Regions from separate parts of the Capra hircus genome. Here region 1 is linked to region 2. A link is a contact called in public Hi-C data. All regions are on one chromosome and are shown on one strand. Each heading gives the region's core, a stretch centred on a gene start, on an enhancer-like site or on the middle of the called end of the contact. The rest is flanking DNA. Distances are from core to core; before and after follow the strand shown.

Evidence for each region. A called contact is a pair of places that touch in the nucleus more often than the background predicts.
Region 1: a Hi-C map of blood shows a contact between it and region 2, with 3 times the contacts expected there. The contact joins the promoter of ENTPD1 here to the enhancer-like site in region 2. A contact is called at or near these places in 3 of 5 Hi-C or Micro-C datasets (all in blood).

Annotation. Positions count from the first base shown.
Region 1 is chr26:34,403,573-34,408,509 of ARS1.2, reverse strand. It overlaps ENTPD1 (ectonucleoside triphosphate diphosphohydrolase 1), which reads left to right and starts at 1,673. Exons shown (of 10, transcript XM_013975163.2): 1 at 1,673-1,872. The coding sequence starts at 1,692.
Region 2 is chr26:34,342,979-34,347,859 of ARS1.2, reverse strand. The region is part of intron 2 of ENTPD1 (ectonucleoside triphosphate diphosphohydrolase 1); the gene reads left to right. Among named protein-coding and RNA genes, the nearest start is that of C26H10orf131, 51 kb to the right of the region's middle. Within about 2 kb of position 1,934, at least 1 of the 5 cell types and tissues checked has an H3K27ac peak or open chromatin away from gene starts, as enhancers often do.

The DNA.
Region 1 (4,937 bases), core at 424-2,923, 61 kb before region 2:
AACGAGAAGAGGGCATGTTCTGGAGGGGGCTCTCCTTGACATGTTCACATGCTTTTCTTTTTCTCCCACATAACCTCTCACTCACTATGGATCTAGATCCTTTTTTTTCTCCTTCTAGCTTTGACAGTCTTTTTTCCATCCCATAGTTCACAGGATATTTTGTAGACATGTTCTTTTTGGAACTTTTCTCTGAAACAATGATGCCCAGACAGTCATAAACCCATTATAAATTTGTTGATTTTTACAGAGATACCATCACATCAGTTAAAAACAATTTTACCACAATAGGACAAATACCAAACTAACATTTCTTATTAGAAATCTTGGTATCTGGAAAAGGCATCCACTGGATTCTCATTTAGTATAACTAGCTTTTATTATAAATGGCAAATACTCTAACTCTGAAACCTTTAGTAAGGTAAAGAAAGAGTCTTGTGCAGACTCAGATTTATTAAAGCACTAAACTTTTTTTTGAGGGGGGGGGGGCGGTGGGCAGGTGCTGTGCCATTAAGATCTTAGTTCCCTGACCAGGAATCAATCCCGTGCCCCCTGCAATGGAAGCATGGGTCCTAACCACTGGACCACCAGGAAAGTCCAACATGAAACATTATTGAGCACACAGTATGCTGCTGAGCACTGAGCAAATAACAGAAACACTAAACTGAAAAAAAAAAAAAAAAACCCTGCCTTTATTAAAGTATGATTAAAAGTATAGTGGAGAATATATTTTTATAGAGTAAAAAACAGCCTTTAGTGGTCACCAATTTAATAGCTTATGGAATATATATGGAAGTAAAATGATAGCTCAGCTGGTAAGGAATCCACCTGCAATGCAGGAAACTCTGGTTCAATTCCTGGGTTGGGAAGATTCCCTGGAGAAGGGATAGGCTGTCCACCCCAGTATTCTTGGGCTTCCTTGGTGGCTCAGATGGTAAAGAATCCGCCTGCAATGCGGGAGGCCTGGGTTCAATCCCTGGGTTGGGAAGAGTCCCTGGAGAAGAGACAGCTACTCACTCCAGTAATCTGGCCTGGAGAATTCCATGGACTGTATAGTCTGTGGGATTGCAAAGAGTCAGATGGGAATTAGCAACTTTTCACTTTCACTTTCAAAATGTTTTATGGTGTAACCGATTTTAGACACAAATTCTCACGTGGAAGAAACAATGTAGAAATCAGATTTATGTTCTGCTTGGCTGCTATTTATTAACTCAACCATTCATCAAAAATCTACTAAGCACCTACACTGTGGGAGAAACTGTATCAGGTGCTGGAGAGCATGGTAACAAGAGAGAGCAGCTCCCTGCCCTCAACGCGAACATGAACTTGTAGCTTAACATCCCCACATCTCTATCGTCGCTTAGACTACCCGTCAGGTCTCTTTGAAACCTAAAATGCTAAAGTTTGACAGCCTCCTGGAGGGAGAAGTTGCCCAAACACGCTGCCTTAAGACTTGGGAACTTACCTTCCTGTGGGTTGTCTCTTATCCTGATTTCAAAATAACTTCATAGACACCGTTTCTTTTTAATGCTTTGGTCAGTCTGTATTTGGGTCATCGTGGCAAAGCCTGGATGTGGCAATTCCTGCCTATAAGACTTCAGAGGTAGGGGGTGAAGGTTTGGAAAAGGTAGACAATTCGCATCAGCACAGCTAGACAGCTGTTCCCAGCGAGCAGCCTTCTCTGCCGTCCCACCATGACTTCCGACCAATACTACGGTTTCTCAAGCCGCAGCGTCCTTTGCTTGGGCGACCCAGTGCTCTTCTGGCGTAATGAACTCCAAAAAGGGATTGCTCATCAGGGAACCAGAAGTAATCGGATTTGTGGGGCCAGCAGATCTGTTCCTGAGTCCCATCCTTTTTCCAGCCGGTATCAAGGTAACAAGTTTCTTGTTAGCTTGCTTCAAAATTGCAGAAAGTAAATCGCGCTTTTTTTAATTTGCTTGCAGACAAGATACATTTTTCAAGGGGGGAAATGGATTTCTGTATCAAAGAGAGAGGGGAAACTCTGAAGCGAAATCTGAACACACATTGCCTCAAGATAGAAAAAGTTACAGCCCAGGCAAGCTTTAGGGGAATGAGCTGCTGAACTCCTCGGCATTCTGTCCTTTCAGTCAATGAAAAAGACATAGGGTTTGAGGTTCCTTCCGAAACGGGGCAGGCTAATTTAGCCCCTCCCATGATTCCGAGGGTCTGTTATATCTCTGTTCCTTGAGTACCTCTTTCACTGAGACCGACCACAGCAAGCAGAGGCTGAAAAGTAAAGAGCAAAGAGGAAGAAAACAAAAGCTGCCAATTATGGAAGATAGAAGGGGTAAGAGCAAAATTGATTTGATCTGAATCCTTAAGACCAGGAAAAAATAAAAATAAAAAAACAAAAAAAGGAAACCAAAAGCCCAGACCAAAAGCAAGTACTTGAAAGAGCAAGAGGCAAAAAGCCCTATATACACTTTCCCACCCTCTCCTTCCGAGAGGAGGCAGAGAGAAAAAAACTTTGGGGAATATTTTACAAAGCCAAGCTCCAGGGTTACAGTCAAGGGTGACTCTTGAGCAAGCTGGAGCGGCTCATGAATATTTATGAGCAATTGGTATTCAGATCTGGTTTTTTAGAGGCAAAAGACTTCTTCCGTCCCCTCACAGTTTAGGAGGCAGCTGCCTCTTTTGCAGTCCGGAGTCGTCTTGCTTCGGGTCAGTGCCTCACCGCGTTTGCTGGAAGATGCTGGGCTGCCCCTGTAGATCTGCTTTGTTCTCGAATTTCCTGCGTGCTTTCCTGTTGTGAAATTAGCAAAGACTTCTCTGCCTGGAATTAGACAGAGAAGTTAATGTGGCAAGAGGCTGTCTCAACAGGACCCCAGAGTGTGTCTTGCAAAAGGCTAAACGTTTCTTGGGAGGTGTGGGGGAGTGTGCATGAGTATGGGGGTGGGGTGGGGTGAGGGGAGGGAAATCTCCAAGAACAGTTTTATCTTAAAAAAGTAAGGCTTATCTGACTGACTGACTTTAGATTCTGTCTAAAAACTAGGAGAGCAGCCTGGTTTGCACAGATGGTGTGCGATCTCTGTCTTTTACCTCTTTTGGGCATTTTCTGCCAGGACAGAGAACACAGAGAGCCAGCTGCTTGCCAGCCCATGGGAGCCAGGAAGAATGTCTGCAGCAGCGTGCTTGTGTAGGATTGTAAACCTTCATCACCTCCGGTTTCTAGTATCCCCATGTGTTTTTATCACATCGAATGTGGAGGAATGGGATGAGTAGCCAATAGAGTTCCTAATAATGATAAAAATGATAGCTGTTAACATTTTCGTCTTTCCTCTGTGCTGGGAGCCGTCCTAAGCCACTCCCTGCGACTTATAAAGTGAATGCTATCATCACCCCCATTTCCCAGATGATGGCGTTGAGGTAGTGAGAGAGTAGCTTGCCTTGGCATCACACAGTAAGCGGTGAGTTTAGATGCAGGTGATGGACACAGGGTCCAAGGGGCTGTTTCCCCATTCTGTTGCTCCAATTCAAAGTCTCCTGCTACTGCCCTGACACTGTTGATTATGTTTGCAAATCTTTGAAGCTACTGGGGAAATGATATTGATGAAATCTCAAGTCTGTGAAGCAATCTGCGCTTTGCTATCAAGTTTACATGCATTTTTTCTTATTTGGTGCCTGTGGCCATTCTCTATGGTAGAGTCCAGGCATTTTTATTATTGCCTTTTATGAAAGGGCAATTACTGCCTTTTATGACTGAAGCCAAGAAGGGTTAGATGACAGGAGTCACACAGCTAGTTTTCAGAAGTCCACAGCAGACTGTTCCCTGCCTCTGGTTTCCCTTCTAACCTGCAGATGGAGCTGAGTCATCTTGGAACTTCTGCCCCCACCCCCAGACACTTTTAGTTCCTCAAGGGACTTGGGGAGCGTCTTTCCTCCTTCTAGACTGTTGCAAGACACTTGTCTCTGCCTTTAAGGCTGATTTAGCTCTCTCCTTCCCGTTTAGTCTGGAACCAAGCTGCTCCAGCTTGGTTTGAATCTAGCTCCACCATTTACTTTAAGCCTCAGTCTCCTCATCTTTAAAATGGAGAGAATAATGTTATCTACCTCACAGGGTGCTAAATGAGGGTTCTCAAGCAGGCTTCTCAGAACAGGGCCAGATGTATGTAGTATGTGCTCAATAAATGTTAGCTGTTGTGATCGCTCCTTGGTTTATCTTGGTTGTTAGTCCCTCCTCCAAGCCTCCTCCAACCCTTTGAGCCTTCTGTTGGATGCTTCTACTACCTCCGTACTCACACCTAAGGTGGCACTTGTTGTACTTGTCCATATTCCTGCTTTCTGCATCACTTCCCAACCTTCCCCGACTGTAATTTCTTTATCCTTCGGATCTGCAGTGTCAGGCACAGTGTTTAGCACATAATGGGTGCTCAATAAATAGTAAGCAAAGTGACATTATTTTAGTTGATATTCATCCAAGTGTCAGTAGGCTGGTTTTCAAGGGGCCCTCAGAGTTTGCAGGGGAGTCCTGCTGGTACAAACAGCTCTTTTGTGCAGTATGTAGAGACATCCCTCTAGGTGAATACACTGAGAATCAAAACACATCTCTTCTAGGTGGGTGATCCTCAGAGCTGATGTGACCCTATGCTAGCTAGGGCACCCAGTTTAGCCAGTCTAGCTCTGGCTGAACTTCAGCCCCCAACTCCCCTTCCAGCCCAGGACCAAACTGGAGATTTCAGATGCCTCATAGCACTACCTCATATCGCTGAACAGAGCATCTGGTTGCAGAAATAGTGTTCTTCCAGCCCCATTTACAGCAGCCAAAGTCTGAGACAATGTGCTCTGGAAATGGAAGACAAACAAGTATCGCAGAGGTTGGTCCTGGATAAAATCAAAAGTACATTAAACTTGTTTCCAGCACCCTCCCTTTCCTCTTCCTGGCATACCTTCAAACCCGTTTGACAAATATTATTGTA
Region 2 (4,881 bases), core at 685-3,184:
GTATGCCTAGCTCAGTGATGGATATCTCATTCAGCTGTAGCAGTGCTCAAGATTGGCTCCTGGGGAGCTTTTTAAAAATACTCATTTCTGGACTCTACCCTGGGTCTGTTAGAATCTTTGGGGGTATGTTTAGAACCTTCCCAGGTGATTTTAATGGGCAGTCATGCTTGTCAACCACTGCTTATATTTCCAACAGGGTGTGTGTCCGTGTGCTCAGTGGTGTCTGACTGTTTGCGACCCACGGACTATAGCCTCGCAGACTCCTCTGTCCATGGAACTCTCCAGGAAGAATATTGGAGTGGGCTTCCATGCCCTCCTCTAGTAAATCTTCCCAAGCCGGGGATAGAGCCCGCGTCTCTTGTGTCTCCTGTGTTGGTGGGCAGATTCTTTACCACTGAGCTACCTGGGAAGCAAACAGGGAGGTGGGGCGCAGATTGTGTTTCTGAGATTCTTCTTGGCTGGAGAGCAGATAAGAAGAGAGATCAGGTAGGATATTCCTGTATCCATCACCAATTCCTAGAGCTTGCTAAAACTCATATCCATCAAGTCAGTGATGCCATCCAACCATCTCATCCTCTGTCGTCCCCTTCTCCTCCTGCCTTCAATCTTTCCCAGCATCTTTCCCAGCATCAGGGTCTTTTCTAGTGAGTCAGTTCTTTGCATCAGGTGGCCAAAGTATTGGAGTTTCAGCTTCAGCATCAGTCCTTCCAATGAATATTCAGGACTGATTTCCTTTAGGATGGACTGGTTGGAGCTCCTTGCTGTCCAAGGGACTCTCAAGAGTCTTCTTCAACACCACAGTTCAAAAGCATCCATTCTTCAGCACTCCGCTTTTTTTATAGTCCAACCCTCACATCCATACATGACTGCTGGAAAAACCATAGCTTTGACTAGACAGACCTTTGTTGGCAAAGTAATGTCTCTGCTTTTTAATATGCTGTCTAGGTTGGTCATAGCTTTTCTTCCAAGGAGCAAGCATATTTTAATTTCATGGCTGCAGTCACCATCTGCAGTTATTTTGGAGCTCCCCAAAATAAAGTTTCTCACTGTTTCTACTGTTTCCCCACCTATTTGCCATGAAGTGATGGGATCGGATGCCATAATCTTAGTGTTTTGAATGTTGACTTTTAAGCCAACTTTTTTACTCTCCTCTTTCATTTTCATCAAGAGGCTCTTTGATTCTTCTTTGCTTTCTGCCGTAAGGATGGTGTCATCTGAGTATCTGAGGTTATTGATATTTCTCCTGGCAATCTTGATTCCAGCTTGTATTTCATCCAAGCATGATGTACTGTGCATTTAAGTTAAATAATCAGGGTGACAATAAGTAGCCTTGACATACTCCTTTCCTAATTTATTTATTCATAATTATTTATCATTAGATTCTTTAGAGGACCTTTTAAGATAAAGATGGAACACCTTGGATGTCATGTTGAGAACAATCTCTCCATGCTTCTGTTTAAAGAGGGTGGTGGCCATATGCTTCTGAACGGGAAGGCTTTCGGCTGTCTCTACACATTTCCTGACTCTTCATCCCTGTCTTATTGTGGGGATCATTAATTCTGTCTGCTTGGAGTGCAACACAGCAGGGGCCATGGATTCATACCACCTGGGTTTAAACCTCAGCTCTGCTCTTATAGAGATAGGACATAACTTCTCTGAGCCTCAGTTTCTCCATTTGTAAGACAGAGCTGATCACTGCTATCTTGTAGATTACTGTAGGAGTTGAGTGGGATAAAGTAAACGCAGTGTGAAGTGCAGAACAGGATACTGGCCCACCACACACCCTTGTTGTTGGCAACTTACGTGTTATCATTATCATCTTTGCAGCCTGTCTGCCTGGTGACAAATCACCACTTATCTTTTCCCTGCCTCTTCCCATCTGACTTGCCCTCTTCTAGCCCAGTTCAGGTTAGCTCTCCAGTTCCAAAGATCCAGTCTTCTCATCTTCCTGCCTGATCCAGTTTGGGTTCAGCCTGGTTGGAAAGTGGTTGCCTCATGCCTGACCATATCTCACAAAACACAAGAACTCTCTTTTGTACTGATGGCTTTACTTGCCCAGCCACCCAGGTTGTAAGCATTCTGAGGCAAGGACTGGGTTTCATTCATCTTTGCATATATCAATATTGTCTTAACCTTTCACTCCATTCATTCATTTAATAAATAGTCGTTGACCATCTACCCTGCTTTAGGCCCTAGGACTACAGCAGTGAGCAAGACTGGCCAGGTCCTGATCCTCACAAAGCTATAGTCTAGCGGAAGAGACAATCATTAACTGAACTGTCAACAGAATAAATGTTAAATTACGGCCAGCACAGCATCTGACTGGGGTGGCCTCACAGAAGTTTGCTGACTCAGTGAGTAGAGTGGGCTCCCTGCTTGGATGTGAAGAGGATGTGAAGAAGGACAGAAGAATTTGTCAGTGTGGGAGGCAGGCCTCTGCCTCAGGATGCCCTCTGGGTCCTGGCTCCGCATCCTCATTCCCAGAGCCTACATAATTCAGACCTCCAGTGTGTAGGGCCCAGGAATCCACACACATAACAGGCATCCTGGGCCGTTCTCGTGACATTGAAGTCTGGGAACTGCTGCTGGGTAAATATGCAGTGACCACATTAAAGCAAACAAACTGGGACCTTAATATACTGAAGAATCATTATCTGTACCTAAATGTCCCCTGGGAAAGTGTTTTTGTCCTGTGGACCTGGTGGGGAGGTAGCTTTGAGGTCTGTTTGGCTCAACACTTCCTAAGTTGCCGTTGTCGACCTGTCAGGATATTGCTACAGCACAAGCACTGCACATTCTGGCACACACAGAGCCCCACACGTTTCTTTCTAAGGCACCAAACTGACCCTGTCCAAAGCCTACATTAAAACTTGCCACTTCCCTGCAATGCCAGACAGCTTTGATTTCAACCCCAGATCTGCCATTTGCTAGCTTTGAGACTTCTGGCAAGCAAATTCTCTCCGCACATCAGTTTCCTTATATGTAACATGGTGATAATAGCTACTTGGAAGATGGCTGTAAGGATTAAATGGAATAGGACTGCCAGCTCACTTATCAGAGTGCCCAGTGCATCAGAAGCTCTCAGTGGAGACCAGCTGTCCACACTGCTTTGGGGATGAGTTTAAGGAAAGGCCCTCAGCTCTTGGTGTGTTGTGTTCACTGAAGCCGGTGCTCCCAAGATTTCCAACTGCTGCTAACCTGTGCTGGGCATCTGCTTTTGTCACTGGGAACTAAAGTGTTATCTTTTAGGACAGCGCTTGTGATTTTTTCTTTTTTTTTAATGGAGAATTTGGAAGAATTTGCATCAATTTTCAACCTCAAATACTCTTGGAAAATAACTATAGTATTTTCATTCCACTGGGTTTAAAAACAAAACAACAAAAAGCAGCAGCACCTGGAGATGAGAGGTGGTGATGGCTATACAATAGTACGAATGTACTTAATGCCATACTGTGCACTTAAAAATAGTTAACCTGGTCAGTTGTAGGGTCTGTGTATTTTACCACAATTAAAAAATAAAAGTAATAGACAACAAAACTGCAGTTTGTATTAAAGGTCTAGTAACTCCAGCTAAAGAAAAAAGAAGAGAAGAAAATGGTCCCTAATTGTTTCCAGGTGCTTCCAGCATCCCTGTAGCTAATGCAGACCTGATTTGTTTACAGAGCACTGGAGTCATTCAAAAGGACAAGCTCTGTTTATTCTAAAGCGCTCACAGAAACAGAGCAATGAGGTTGCTGAAGTTACCGTTAAAACTACAGGGCTTTTAAGAAAGATTCTGAAGGACCAATATGTGTGAAGAAACCAAAAAGAGTTAATTCACGCTGTAGCCCATGTTACCTGACTTCTGGGGTTTTTGTTGTGGGGGAGGGATGGAACTCAGCCCAATGGTATTACTTTATATTAGACTGAATATTCACGTCTTTTAGAACTGGAAGGAGTTTAGGGACCATATAGTTCTAACTCCCCTCATTCGTTCATGTGACTCAGCAATTGTCTGTTGAATTCCTTCTTTGTACTTAACATATAATAGGATCTACCATGGTAGATACTGGATATACCATAGTAAGCAATGCAGACCTCCCCTAACATGGCTTAGAATCTAACAGGGAAGACAGATATTAATCAACTAGCCACATAAATATGTAATTACACATTGTTATAAGTACCGTCTTTAGAGGGAAAACACAGGCAATCCGAGGCATGGATTAAGAGGGTAGATTCAACTCTGAGAATGTCAAACAGGGCTGGGTCCCAGGTGAAGGGCTCTCGGGGCCAAGTCTCTGAAACAGAAATCTCATGGCCAGTGGGGAACTGAGAGTAGAATAGTATGAGGGCAGTTTTCTGAGCAAGGAGAGGGTTGAACATCCCAGTTCTGCCAAGTCACGGGTAGAAGCGCGTCATCTGATGTTCCAATTTTCTTTCTTTTCGCATTGAAGGAGACTTACTCAGAAGCTGGGTTTATGACATTTGCAGAGGTAGAATTATTTCCATCCTAAGATAAGATCTTGCCCCCTCCACATGGCCTCTAGTCTCCCTGAGCTCAGGCTTGTTGCCACCCTATCCCTGGATCTTCACCAAGGCTCCAACATTCGTGTCTCAAGAACCAACACCCTCTTTCTAGACCACTGCTTCTATTCACTCAACACAGCTCATCAAGACCAATTATCACTGATAAAATCACGTACACGACCAAAAACTAGCTTAAGATCAAGATTTACACAGTCTGATCACAACTATATAAACATTACCACGAATTGAAAAAGATCAGAAGGGAATAAAGGAACAGTGATGTCTAGTTGGTGAAATCGTAAATGTCTTTTTTCCTTTTCTCTTAATTTTCTAGATGCTATTTAATAAACTTGTAGTACTTTTAAAAAATGA